2 separate regions of the Zea mays genome follow, and region 1 is linked to region 2. The links are chromatin contacts, called in public Hi-C maps. All regions are on one chromosome and are shown on one strand. Each heading gives the region's core, a stretch centred on a gene start, on an enhancer-like site or on the middle of the called end of the contact. The rest is flanking DNA. Distances are from core to core; before and after follow the strand shown.

Evidence for each region. A called contact is a pair of places that touch in the nucleus more often than the background predicts.
Region 1: a Hi-C map of tassel shows a contact between it and region 2, with 2.6 times the contacts expected there. The contact joins two enhancer-like sites. A contact is called at or near these places in 2 of 25 Hi-C or Micro-C datasets (leaf and tassel).

The regions. Positions count from the first base shown.
Region 1 is chr6:62,492,394-62,499,683 of Zm-B73-REFERENCE-NAM-5.0, reverse strand. No RefSeq gene overlaps it. Among protein-coding and RNA genes, the nearest start is that of LOC109940412, 360 kb to the right of the region's middle. Within about 2 kb of position 4,198, at least 14 of the 20 cell types and tissues checked have an H3K27ac peak or open chromatin away from gene starts, as enhancers often do. A contact at or near this core is called in leaf and tassel, where this site is marked.
Region 2 is chr6:62,318,694-62,325,653 of Zm-B73-REFERENCE-NAM-5.0, reverse strand. No RefSeq gene overlaps it. Among protein-coding and RNA genes, the nearest start is that of LOC109940412, 190 kb to the right of the region's middle. Within about 2 kb of position 2,758, at least 19 of the 20 cell types and tissues checked have an H3K27ac peak or open chromatin away from gene starts, as enhancers often do. A contact at or near this core is called in leaf and tassel, where this site is marked.

The DNA of each region.
Region 1 (7,290 bases), core at 2,949-5,448, 170 kb before region 2:
TGTAGTTTCCTTAAACAATTAGTCCAAGGTAGAAGTTCTTGTGTTAATTAAGACCAATAATGGACCCATGTTTTGAATGGTGTGCTATATGGGGTGCCTTGGATGTTTTGGTTGGAGTGGTTGAATTCGAGGACGAATTCTTTTTAAGGGGGGTAGAGTGTAATATCCCAAAAAAATGTTGACCCAAAAGTTGATCTTCGGTGAGTGGATGTGGGAAAAAGGGTTGTGGGCCGTTGGATGCTGCATCAGAAGTCATCTGAGGCGTCACTTCTTTTCTCCAACAAAATAAACCCTTGGTGGCCACCCCCTTTTCCTTCTTGGCCGCCACCCCCTCCCCTTTCTTGGCCACCTCACTTTTCCCCCTTGGCTGGCCGCCCCCTCTCCCCCCATTGCAACAGCCCTCCAATACTTCTTCCTCCCTAGATCTTCCCCCCCCCCCCATGCAACAAGGATCGAGAAGAGGAGGAACAAGATGGATTGAAGAGGAAGAGAGGATCAAGGAGATGTGCTACCCCCATCTCTTGCAGATTTTTCTTAGGGAAAACCCTAGGTAAGGATGGGATCCTTGTTCCTCCCTATAATTATGTGCTTTTGGAGGTTGTGGATCATGTGGATTGAAGGATTAGAGGTTGGATTAGGTGTGGGGTTAGGTTTTGATTTCGAATTTAATTTCTGCAGAAGGGCAGATTCGACAGTTTCTATTCATGCCAGTTTTCCGTGGTCTTAGTGGCCTCAAAAAAAATAAAACGTCTATATATGAGTCGTAAATAATTTGTAGATCTTTCCGTGGCCGCGAAGAACACCTCAATCGGACATCAGAACAGAAAGTTATGGCAGTTTGATTATAGCAGTTTTTCAGTCTCATAATTCTGTGCAGAATCTGTTCTCTTAAGAGTTAGGCAATTTTATCAACAGAATTAAACTGTGGGTTGGTAAAATAAGTTGTAGATAATTTCATAAGATTTCGTAATTGTTAAAGAGTGCATTCATATGATTTGTGAAACTCCAGTTATGTTTGTTTTACTGTGGCTGTTCCTGTTTGTCTGACAAAAATGAGTGGGTTTGTTCACTGGTGGGTTTCATCTAGTAAATGGCCGAATTGGCTCTTCCAACTATGGAGACTTTTGTAGAGGGATAAAGGTTCTTACTTCCAGCAGAATTTCATAATTTTTGGTTCAGTAGTTTGGGAGATATCGAATTTTAAAGTTAACCATACTGCTGTCTAAAACAGATTTAGTCAGTTACCTTGTTAGATGTTTTGGAACTTGTAGATGGCAGAATTTAATTATCCATTGAATACTGAAGTTGTAGAGTATTTTGTGTAGATACTCCTAGAGTATTTGTTTGATATCACCGCTGTTTTAATTTTAAAGATACAAAATTAACAAACAGCGCTGCTGCTGTATGGCATGTGGTTCAGGGTGGGAGTCTTTCCACTGGGTCTTGGTTTCAAGTGTAGGAGTGTTTTGTTGATTGATGGCAAATGTTTGTGAAATATTTGTACTAAGTTTTATGCCCGCTAGCAGGTGGCTACACTCCAGATCATGTCTAGTACATTTCTTCTTCTTCGATGAAGGCAAGTGAATGTAGCGGTGGTTGCTTCCGTTCTGACCTGTTATTTCTATTGCCTACACTCTAATATCAGAAGTATTAGATTCTTTCATAATTGGACTCTATGGTGATGCTTTACTTGCTTGCATTATACTGATGCTCAATCATATATTGATGATGATTATGATTCGAGTATGATTCATGAGATTAATTCACACCCCTGAAGATAAATGAAGTATTATTTGAGGTTGGTATTGTATCTGAAGGTAAATAAAGTATTATTTGAGGTTTGTATTGTATCTGAAGGAAGTAAAGTTTATTGATAAATGCAGTATGCCATATACATTGCATGACTCATTTGCATCTGAAGTCTTGTCGTGACCTATGGTCCGACCGTACTGGTACAATTTAGCATCGTACGTTGCCCGAGGAGGGGTACGATGCGGCTTCATACCCTTAGAGGTATGAAGGCAGAGGACATATGCATTGCATTCATATGCATTCATTGAAGTGATATTTGCAGATGATGTGGTTTTATACCCTCAGAGGTATGAATATAGAGTACCTACACATTGCATTCCTATGCATACATTGAAGTGATATTTGCAGGTATTGTTGACGCAAGGAAGTGTTATAGAACCTATTGTGGTTGTTCGAGGAAATGAGATGGTATTGGTTATAGTGGGACTACTAAGTTCTATATCTACAAGTATTTCTGATTTTAATTGTGACTCTTTTAAAATGTTGATGAATTCAATTTGTGGTTTAAATATCTCATCAAAATAATTCGCTTGCTGAGATGTTTCATCTCACTCTTGCATTACTCAATGCAGGTGCTTGTTGCTCATCTAGGAAGTGGGAAGTAGCAGCACATCCACTTTCACTCTTATAATAACGCTGCTTAGGTGCAGTCATGATTTAATTAGAAGCTTCTTGTCAAAGGAAATTTGTTTCTAACTAGTTATGCGCACTGGTTAATTTAGCTCATGCCGTTATGGTTGTTTTCCCATTGCTAGCAGACTATTAATGTCTATTATGTTTTCTTATCATGATATCTATTTATACTTTGTTGATTCCCCTTTTATGCAATTTTTAAAGGAGATGCTGTCGAAATTTTATATACGAATGTTAGATGTGTAGTTTAGTAGCATTCTGGGGTGTTTGTGGATCCCGGGGTGTTACAAGTGGTCAGCAAAGTTGTAGAGCTACTATAGTAGTCTAAGTTTGATTAAGTGACTTAGCCCAAGAATGGTGCAGAAATTGGAGTAAAATGCCCTAGAAGTCGGCTGTCAGTCAAGCAGTAGTATGAAATCAGACTATCAGTTGTAATTGATCGACTTTGGAGCCAAGGGGTGCATGATCCAGTGAGTAAATGACCAAGATCACTATGACAAAGTTGAAGCTGGTCTATAGGAGAATAACTTTGATGTAATTGGGTTAGTAGTTCATCACAGGAAAATTAAAGAAAAAGGCCCCTCAACTTGCTCTGTCAGGTCACTAAATGGAGTTGGCATGGTACAGTCACTGCAAAGATCAAACATGCAGTGCACCTCGCCGCTAGTGATCGGGTACAATGATTCGAGCTCGTCGTGAAGATTCTTGCAAGGCTTGACATGGATATTACAGAGGGGTCAAAATATCGTGGCTGTGGATGAGTTCGTACGCTGGACGCTGTACCCACTTGCTTCACGATCGGTTGAAATGCCATCATCGGCGTTCGCCGCTCCTTGCGATGATGCCACGTGCTTGAGGGCGTTACCACATCGCAATAGTCATAGTGGACAACCCATTTACTACCCCGAGACCTTACCCCATTGAGCACCACGGTAGACGGCTCCGGTGACTCACCTCTTCACCGTCGTAAGTCCATCTCCATCAAAAATTCGGAGCACCCATAGCCGACCTCTATAAATTGAGTGCCCTCCCTGTTTCGCCCTCTTGTTATGCTCTTAGAGCACCACTTCTCACCTCAATTCATCCACCGTAGCCCAAGAATTTGGGATTTCCCCCAAATCAGTTACTTTCGCCGCCGTGAGGCATCTCACCATGGCCAGCCATTCTCAGGTTAGTTCATGCCTCCCGGGTTCATGTTTTAGCATTCGTTACTGCTATTGAAGTTCCCAGTCTCGGCCAATTGAAAGCTACTACGCCGCAGCTTATGGAACGTCTCGTTGTCGCCCGAGAACGCCGCTGTGGACATAGTTCATGTCGACCGGTCGTTCTGGGTCCCCTTTGTACAAATTTGCACAAACATCATAGTCCTAGTAGGTCACTTATGCATTTCGAGTTGGATTGAATGCGACTGACTCGTGTAAATAGGAACGGGCACACCGGTGATCTTGCTCCGCTGTTGTCGCGGACATATATGATTTAATGGCGAACTGGTGGAATTAAGCCTATGCATGTGTTTGGCTAGCATCAGTAATGGCGCCCGTGTACTCAACATCACTAGAACAGGTCACCGCCGACGAGTATTCGTGCCTCTGGCCAGGTATTCGATTGGTGCGCGGTCGAGGACCTAGTGTTGTGAAGAAATAGAAATGAGGGGGCCTATGTGCAATTGTCAGTGAAACACATGAATAGTACTCAGGGACTCTTTACTAGATGTTCGAAATGCCAGGGACCTCGGTGCAAATCAGCATGCGCGGGCGCGGACGCTCTTGGTTTCAGTATGGGTTTGGGTCGACTCACCTGAATTCAGCCAGATACTATTCATAGTTAATTCTTTTCTTTTTACTCCTAATTTGGGAAATGTATAGAAAATAGTAGGAAATTGGTAAAATTATGAGACCCGTTTTGTTAAATTCCTAAAACCATGTAGTATTTAATAAAAATAATTCCAAGTTTTTTATTCCAAACCCAGAATTATGTAGCATTTAAAGGTGCTTGAATAAAGACTTTTAGAATTTTAGAAATAGTTTAGTAATTCCAAAAATCATAAAACTTTTTGGGTAGGCTTAATATGATGGTCACAGACCTTGAGTGAAGTTTGAAATGGTTTGGACACTGTTTGACCAGAAAACCCAATAACTAGCTTCACAGGATTAATTATTTAATACTAATCCTAAAGGAACACTTAACTAGGAAATCTTAGAGATTGACTATTCCGTGAAGGAAAGTTGTATTCAAGACACAATATACTATATTTCTATTGTATGATTGCTTTTCATGACATAGCATGAGCATTCATGTACATGTATTATCATGTCTAGAACACGAGGAAGAATTTGTAGTAGAGGAGGAAGTTGTCTCCTAGACCGTGAATCCTCCAGTGGAGAACAATTTTTACTTCGACATCTATGGTGTGGAATCAGAAACTCCTACGACACAAGGCAAGCCCCGGTGCATTTTAGCCCTTTCCTTGATGTTTTAAAATCTTTATCACCTTATATGATGCATTAGGTGATAGGAGTTGTGTGCTAAACAATTGATGCATTTCCTTCCTTGGAAGAATTGATTATCATTCCTTGATACCTCTTTATGAAAAGGATTTTCATGATGCTTAGCCTTGCTGTTGAAAACAAAATGTTTTGTTTTAAAACGAAAGGTGATGCTTCACAATAGATGAGAATTTTTATAAAGAAAAGACTTAAGATGGTGAATCCATCATGACCGTGATGGGTTCAACGTCTGAAAAGCATACCTCTGTCAGGTACCAAATTTTGGTGTAAATGATGAAGACGAGACCGAGCGGGTGACTTGCATGAGAAGGAAGTCTTGGTGTAGTGTCTCCATCTGAGTCGTTTAAGGACCGAGACAATGTAGGCTTGATGATCGAGGACCTTTTAACTGGCCACATGCCTCGTCATGGATAAGCTTTGCCTCGGTCAAACCAATACCAGAGAGGCTACCACGCAATGGGAGTTGAGAGATGGTGAGAGTAGCGTGTACCCTCCATGGCAAGAGGTTGGATGGTGGAGTATCTATGCTCTCGGTTGGCGTGAACCCATTCTGGTCTTGAGAAGTCCATTTGCGAGTTGACATATGCAACAGTTAAGTGCTACATATGTCGTGTGGTTAGAGATCCCCAGCTGGGTATTAATCGATTCAGATCACCGTTACTTCTCGGACATGAAGACTTGGTCACTGACCTACACGTAGTGACAAGTAAACTCAAGGGATGATAAAAGATGGCTAGTATAGGCCAAGTTCTTGACCTAAGAATAGAAAGGAGTCTAGATGCAGGTAATTACTTAACCTGATGAGTAAAATGAATTCTTAAGGATCCACTCATAATAAGTTTTTCTACAAAAAGAGTCTTTGAATTTTAATAACCTTTACCTTGATTCCCAAAGGCCAGCATATCCTTGAGAGTCCTTTTCCTTAGACGGGTAAGACTTGCGAAAGTACACTCCGTACTCAGGGTTTTCAAACCCATGTTGTTGTAGGTGATGAAACTGCTGAGTTTTGTTGTTTCTGCTTCAAGGTTGTTCCAAAGCAGGAGGAGAACTAAGAACTATCTTTGGAAGGTGTTTTGCCTTCTTATGATGTAATAAGTTTAAGCACTCAGAACCCGATTATGTAATAATCAACTCTTTCTATATTATACTTATGAATGTAAATTATGTTATTGTAATCCTTTCCGCTTACTCCGATGGCGTGTGATGTCTGCATTATGGGATAAGCGCTCTTGGGCGATGTGATGGTGATACAGGTAATCGGACCTCCCGAGCCATTGAGTGCACCTACATGACTGTCTAAGGTCCTTAGGACAAGGACATTAGTAGGTGGGCCTAATATCTTGGGAGGTTTCGTGACAGCTGGTATCAGAGCGAAGCCCATTCCTTCGAATATTACTTAGTGCTTCAAAAGATTTTAAAATCCTTACCTTTGAATATTCTTTCATTCTTACCTTGATCCTTCCTTATAACAACTTATTTTTAAAGAAGTCGGGTGAAAGAGTGCCAAATAACAGGTTATATATAGGAGGTATGGGATCAACCAGTACTTGGTTCCATAATCATAGGTCATGCTTGCATTATATTTAAACCATACAAAGTAATCTCCCCCTCTTATAGAGACATGGCACACATAAAGACTACCCTTCGGAAGGTGGCTGGACCTTAGGGAGTACTTTGTCACCAATTGGCTCCTCGGCATGAGGGGAGCAGTAGCGGGAGTAATGATCCCATAGGGGATCTGGAGGCCAGAGTTGAACATCTAACGATGGAACTGTGCCATGGAGGCAGGGAGCGTGCTCGTGATAGTCGCCGCATCGCTGAGTTGTCAGTAGAGGTTGAGCGTTTGCAGTGGGAGATTGTGGAGCGGGACAGAGCTATTGACTGGGCTGTAAATTCATGATCTATAGCCTAGGATTGTGAGGCGAGTACCCGAGGCCGGGTGGAAGAGCTAAGCGTAGCCCTGGAAAATTTGCAAGTGTATAATAATGCTCTACACGAGGAAGTGCACATGCTATACGACTAGCTACATCCGAACGTGCCACCAGAGGTTGCGGTGATGGGAGTTGGTGCAGCAAGAGCAGCTGGTAGAGGACCTTATGGGGAGTTGGATCTCTTTGGAGCCTCTCCTTCCATGAACATCGCGGATGATCGCCCTCCCGAAGCTAGCAGTGGAGAGGGAGCAGACAAGGATGTAGAGGACTACATTAGTGTAGTAGTAGGTTATTTCCTGATGTAATCTAAATAAGGAAAGGTGAGTTGTATAAGTTGAGTATGTATAATTAGAACAAGCTTGGAATAATGTAACAGAGGCTGTGTAATTGTGATGTGTGATAATCAA
Region 2 (6,960 bases), core at 1,509-4,008:
TATTCCAATACTAAAAATTATTTTTCTAATTTATTTAATTAGATCTGGGGCTTTCTTCGGACTGGGGGTCGTATTATCTAAAAGCTCAGTGTGTTTCTTATAAAAGTTTAGGACCTGTATGCAATTAGTTTTGGCTAAGGCCAGAATGAGGGTTAAATAGATAAAACTCGGGGTCTCTTTACCGAAAATAAATAACAGGTCGAAGGGGTATCTAGGAACCCTGGTCGTTAGATCTGATTTTTCTGGCCGAGATTTGATCTTGCTTAAATTGAAGCGGTACACATTGCCTGCCCTCGGATCGAGAACCAACGATCCAGTTTTAAAGACCCGGATTGATTTCTATCCACCCCATTCAGATTTGATGGCCCGGATCCAATCTTGAACCAGTACGCTTACAGCCGTTGGATTAAGATCTTACGAACCAGATTGTAAGCGCGAAGGGAACCAACCCGAGCCACACATCAATAGATCCACGGTTCAGATCAGGTTGGCTCAAAGCGGTATGCTGGTTTTAATCTGCACTGTCCATGCCCATCAAACTAGGGATGAAAACGGGACGGGTACCCGAAACGGGTATCGGATACGGGTACCAAAACGAGACGTAATTTCGGATACGGATACGGGTATTTTTTTTGTCGGGACGGATACGGGTATTACCCAGATATTGAACCTCGGATAAGGGTAGGATACGAAATCACTAATACCCGGTCAATACCCGAAAATCCCGGGTCGGATACGGGTACCAGGAATTCGGGTACCCGTTTTTTCTTTTTCTGCGTAATATAGTTATAAAATCATAAATTTTACATATGAAATCGGATGAAGATAAAGTTTATATGAAAATTGTAGAGCTTGAAGAGATCTATGACTTTGTAATACATCAATTTTTTGTTTGAACATATCTTTTAGACCAAAATCATTGAAATAATGTCCAAATTTATATTAAATTAATAGACTTTATCATTTTTATGTGGGTGCTTAAGGTTATCTCCACGTGGGAACTTAAGGTTATCTTTTTATATACTATTTATTAGTATTGGTAACTTATTTGTATTTTTCGGTCGATACTACAATATTTTAATGATTTAATTGTATTTTGATGATTTTCTATGACAAGAAATTAATAACACATAAATATCCTCAAAAAATCGTGAAATTTTACGGATACAACATATGTCCATATGTAACCATAAAAAATATTTGGATCATAAGATCTATAAGATGCCCATGTTTCTTTCCTTTCACTTTCACTTATTTGTATGAGTTACATGTGAAATCAGTGTAAATATCCAAGTTTCAACATAATCAGTACTTAACTTTATCATTTTCATACGAGAACTTGAGTTATCTTCATATAAAATGTTTATTAGTTTTTGTAACTTATTTACAATTATTGAGTGAAACTAGAATATTTTATGAATTTTAAATATTGCGGTGTTGGTTCTACAATGTCCTTGTGATAAACAACTTTGAACTGCAAGATGTCAATTTTACCGGTTTCCTTTCTTACATCTGATCTATCATATACATAATTATGTATTGCTTAACTTATGAATGGTTGAACAATTAATATCATCGGATGAATTACCCGACAATTATCCGGTACCTACCCGAGTAGTATCTGTTATCCGTTTCTTACCCGTCCGGGTTATTACCCGGTCCCGTCCTGTATCCGTCCCTAATCTTAATTATCCGTATCCGGTCCCGTATCCGAGAGAAATACATTAGGGTAGAATACAGAATTACCCTGTATGCGGTTCTATCCGTCCCGTTTTCATCCCTACATCAAACGGCTAGAGCAACCCGAGTCATCTCCCATCCCATTCCTCGCTCTCCGGTTAGCGGCGTTGTCCCCGTTTGTTTCAGCTTTTTAGAGCTTCTGGCCACCAAAAGCTGCTGCGGACTGCCAAACGCTCAGCTTTTCAGTCAGCTTCTATAAAATTCGTTTGGGTAAAAACCATTCAAAATCAACATAAACATATAATCGGTTGAGTCGTTGCAATAGTAGGAATTCGTCATTTTCTATATCCTGAGTCCTATGGACTCTTTTATCTTCCTCCGTACGTAATTCTAATGATACTTATATTCTCTACACAGTCAGATTCTCCCCACAGCCAGATTCTCATAAAAGCTAGTCAGAAAAAAGCTGAACCAAACATGCTCTTGTAGCTTCCCACAGCGGGGCAATGGCCGACGCAAGCATCTACCAACCTCGCATACGAAACTCTCACTCAAGGCCTCCTACACGACTCTACAAACATGGCGAACATTAGGGCCACCGTCTTACCTGCAATAGCGATGCAGCGAGCTCGGGCCATGGCAAACGGCGGCGAAACTCAAACCAGGCCTCAGTGGGTGATGCTACGGGACGATGAGTCACCAGCCACCCAGGCGCAGCACACCACAGCGATGCCCACCAGCCAACCCTCGAGAGCAATGGCGAGGGTCAGCCCGAGCATAGCGACCACTTCGCTTTCGTTGACCAACCCCACAACGGCGATGGAGTTTCGCGGTAGAGTGATTGGAGTTCTATCGGTCGATGGGGAGAGGAGGAAGGGGGTTCCCACAGCTCGCATATATATCCACAGGCCGGTAAAGAAGGGGAAAAATCTCAACAACCAGTTCCGGGCGCGGCAGCATCAGATTTGGTATTCGGTATGAGGAGGGGAGGAAAAGGATGACAACACGGGACCACATCTCAGTCAGCGAAGTCGAGTGCGCGCCCTGTGAGTTTGACCAGTGGGCCCTACCGGGTAGTGCCATGAGCGCGCCATGGCTGTGAAGCGGGACCCACATGCTGGCGCACTCCCCCCATGCGGTCGAGCCTGGGCTCGCGATGCACAAGCTAGAAAGGCTTAATGGGCCGAAATCCGAACGAGCGGCCCATTCAGGCCCTTTTCTTTTCTGTTTTTCTCTTTATGTTTCTATTTCCTTTTGTTTTTCTTTCTTTCCCATTTAAACCCATTTCAAATTTAAATTCAAATTTGGATTTAGAGTTCTACTTAAAAAATGCTCAACTCAAGATACCAGAATGAATGCAAAAATTGTAATTTATATATTTGTTTTTATTTCAGTTCCTTTATACATGTTTCCAATCATATAATAGAGAATAGTTCAAACCTTATTAATTTTAGGGAAGTATAATCTCTATTGTAGGTAAAAAATTTAATCATAATTCTTCTATATATAATCCAATCCAAGGATAATTTTAGTTTATCTAAGTATCTTTTATTTTATTTAGCAAATATATTCATTTTGGGACATTTATTTATTTATTTATGTTATAAATTATAAAGTAGAATTTGGGTGTTACAAATTCTACCCCTTAAAAATAATCTCATCCTCGAGATTAGTAAGTAAAGGGATGTATCTAAATCTTGTCTAGAAACATTTGCACAATCAAGAATATCACCATGGTGCATAACTTGTTATTAAAATATAGGTTCAACAGACCTTATTGCTATTCTTAAAATAATAAAGAACTAGCTACTACCTAAGGTATTATTTAGGTCTTACAAATACTATTCCCCAAAAATATATACTCTAATCTTATTGCTCACTTCCTCCTTCAGTTGCTTCTTCACCTTCAACCGACACTTCTTCCAGGTCTTTGGGTTCACCAAGTTCATCTTCTACTTCCACATGGTTGACCTACCCCCGATTGACGGATAAGCCCTGAATCTTACATCCAGAGACCTAACCCTCCTTCATTGGAGCTGGAGTGGTATAAGCAACCCTATTGGGATAGTAGTTGGCATAATAACCAGCCTGTCCACATTTGAAGCATGACCTGTTTGTGGATGCATTAGGAGAAATAGGTCCCGCTGGAGTGCTTGCTTGGGGCGGAGCAGGTTGGGTCTGTTAAGTCTGTTGCCTGGAATTGCCACGAGAGGGTGTGCCTTGAGGTGCAGTATAACGGGGACGGGTACTACTTCCAGCCTATCCCTGGTTAGTAGCCCTTCTCTTTTCTCCTAGCTCAACTCGTTTGTGCTCCAGAGCTATAGCCTTGTCTAGAAGTCTCTAAAAGGATGGGAATGTGTGGGACATCAGTTGGTATTGAAGTGGCCCGATCAATCCTTACAGAAATAGTTCCTGCTTTTTCTCATCATTATCAAATTCCCCAGGAGCATATCGAGATAGTTGGATGAATCTGTCTATGTATTCACTTACTAACATGCCTCCCTGTTTGAGAGATAGGAACTCCTTCTTCTTGATCTTCATGAGACTAGCAGGAATGTGTAATTCCTGAAGTTAGTGGAGAATTCTGCCCAAGAGATGGTGTCAGTCGCAGCATGTGTTGTGCAGTATGCATCCCACCAATCCGTAGCGGGGCCAGTGAGGCGACTCGATGCATATATCACTTTCTCCCTATCAATGCACTGAGAAATATTGAGCATCTTTTCCACAGACTTTGACCAGTCGTCAGCCTGTAGTGGATCTGAGGAGTTAGAGAATGTAGGTGGCTTGTGACTCAAAAACTCCTAGTGCTTATCCCTGGGCGAAGCTAGTAGTGTTGGAGGTGGTAGTTGTTGTCGTTCCTATCGTTCCTATCGTTATTAACGCATTTCTTGATGTTCTTGACACATTTCTTGATGTTCTTGACGGATCTGTGCTTGCATTCCTGTCATCGTGTAGGCCATTTGTTGTAGTAGTCGCATTTGAGCAGCAGCCACATCATCAGCAGGCGGGGATTCGGAGGAGGATTCATTTCTTGTTCCAGATTAGCTATAGCCCTTCTTCGACGAATTAGTGTGGGTAGATCCACACCTCCTCCCCTCCTAGTATTAACCATCTAGGCTAGAGACATATGGTAAGACAATTTTGCAAGGGGAATAATTTAGTAGGCAGAATAGATAGCCTAGTAGCTGGTCATAAGCTGAAGGATCTTAGGCAGAGCTTTGATCTTTTGTTTTGTGTCTATGTCGGGATAACTATGATTATAAGATGAATCTTCAAGGCTTAGATAGAATCTACTAAGGTAAGATAGATATGTGATACTAGATACATTTTAGTGGGGGTAATCTAGGTTGGCTAGTTATCTTATAAACACATTTTTATGCCTATATGTATATGCAGATGCAATTGTGGATATTACTCTACAACTCATCACACTCAATCGAAGAACCAAATCGAACAGTTATCATAAGAACAAACATTCAAGTGCATAAATACTTACAAAAATAGTTTTGTTTTTGTTCCTAAGATTAGGTCTCCTATTCCTAAAGGTCACTTTAGGTACATGATTTCATTGTGTGAAATCCACTTTTGTCTATAGAAGAGAAAAGGTAAGAATAATCAGAATAAAGCAACAATAGATGAGAAAATATTAAGAAAAGTTTAGAAAGAGTCAGAGTAGTAAGAGTAATGTGACAGAACCTCCCAAGTAATTAGGCCCACCTATAGTTGTCCTTGTCTAACAGACCTCAGACAACCCTGCAGGTGCCCCTGATCACTTGACAAGTTCGGTATCTATATTCCTTACCTTGCCCAAGAGCGTTTCACCCGTCACGCAGACATTACAATACATCGGAGGTACAAAAACACGGAAGCAGTTACAATAACTTACTTTATATTAAAGTAAGAAAGAGTTGTATTATTATAGACCAGAGCGAAATATAAGAGTGCTGAGTAATATTATTACATAACCTGGGAGGCAAAAACCCATGCCGATAAATAGTAAAAAGTTTTTCTTAAAGGAGGACACTTCCTCCTGCGGCTTCAGTCTTGATTTTCTTCTTTGGGCACCACCTTGGAACAGAAGCAACAAAAGTTTGCTGCTTCTTCACCTAAAACAACATCGGACAAAGCCCTGAGTACAAAATGTACTTTCGCAAGTCTTACCCGTCAAAATAAAAGATTCTCAAGGATATGCTGGCCTTTGGGGATCAAGGTATGGCTTTTCAATAATCAATGACTCTGTTTGTAGAAATGCTTACTAACAATGGATCCTTAAAGGTCCAGTTTTATTAGCAAGTTAAGTCTTTACCCAAGTTCTAGAGTTCTTTCTACCCTAGTTCAAGCACTTGACCTATACTAGCCAATTTCTTATCAACCCTTTCTTATTCACTGGAATGCTACGTGTAGGGCAGTGACCAAGTCTTCATGTCCATGAAGTTACGGCGATCCGAATCGATTATACTCAGCTGAGGATCTCCAATCACACGACATATGTAGCACTTAACCCTTGCATATTTCAACTCGCCATCGGGGTTCTTAAGACCAGATCAGGTTCACGCCAACCGAGAGCACAGATACACCACCATCTAGCCTCTTGCCATGGAGGGTACACGCTTCTCTCGCCATCTCTCCACTCCCATTGCATGTAATCTTATTCTGGTATTAGTCTGCCCGAGGCAAAGCTTACCCATGACGAGGCATGTGACCAGTTAAAGGGTCCTCGATCATCAAGCCTACATCGACAAGGTCCTTAATCGACTTAGACAGAGACACTACACCAAGACTCTCTTCTCGTGCAAGTCACCCGCCCGGTCTCAGCTTTATCATTTCAAACCTAAAGTTTGGTACCTGGCAGAGGTACATCTTTTCCAATGTTGAACCCATCATGGCAATGATGGATCCACCATCAAATTTTATTTTCGAAAACATCCCACCCACTTGAAGCATCATCTTTTGTCAAAACAAAACATTTTGTTTTTCTAGAGCAAAGCTAAGCATAAGAAAAAACTTTTTGTAAACATGGGATTAAGGAGAAGTAATCAAATCCAAGGAAGGAAATGCAGCAACTGGTTTAGCACACAACTCCTATCACCTAATGCATCAAGTAAGTGAGAAAGAATTTAAAATAGCAAGGAGGTGGCAAATGCACCGGGGCTTGCCTTGAGTGATAGGTGAGTCAGGCTCTACTCCACAGATATCAAAGTAAAAGCAGTTTCCTGCCTAAGGTTCTTCAGGTGGTGGTGGTGTAGTCCTCGCTTCTTCAACTTCTATTTCCTCCTCGTT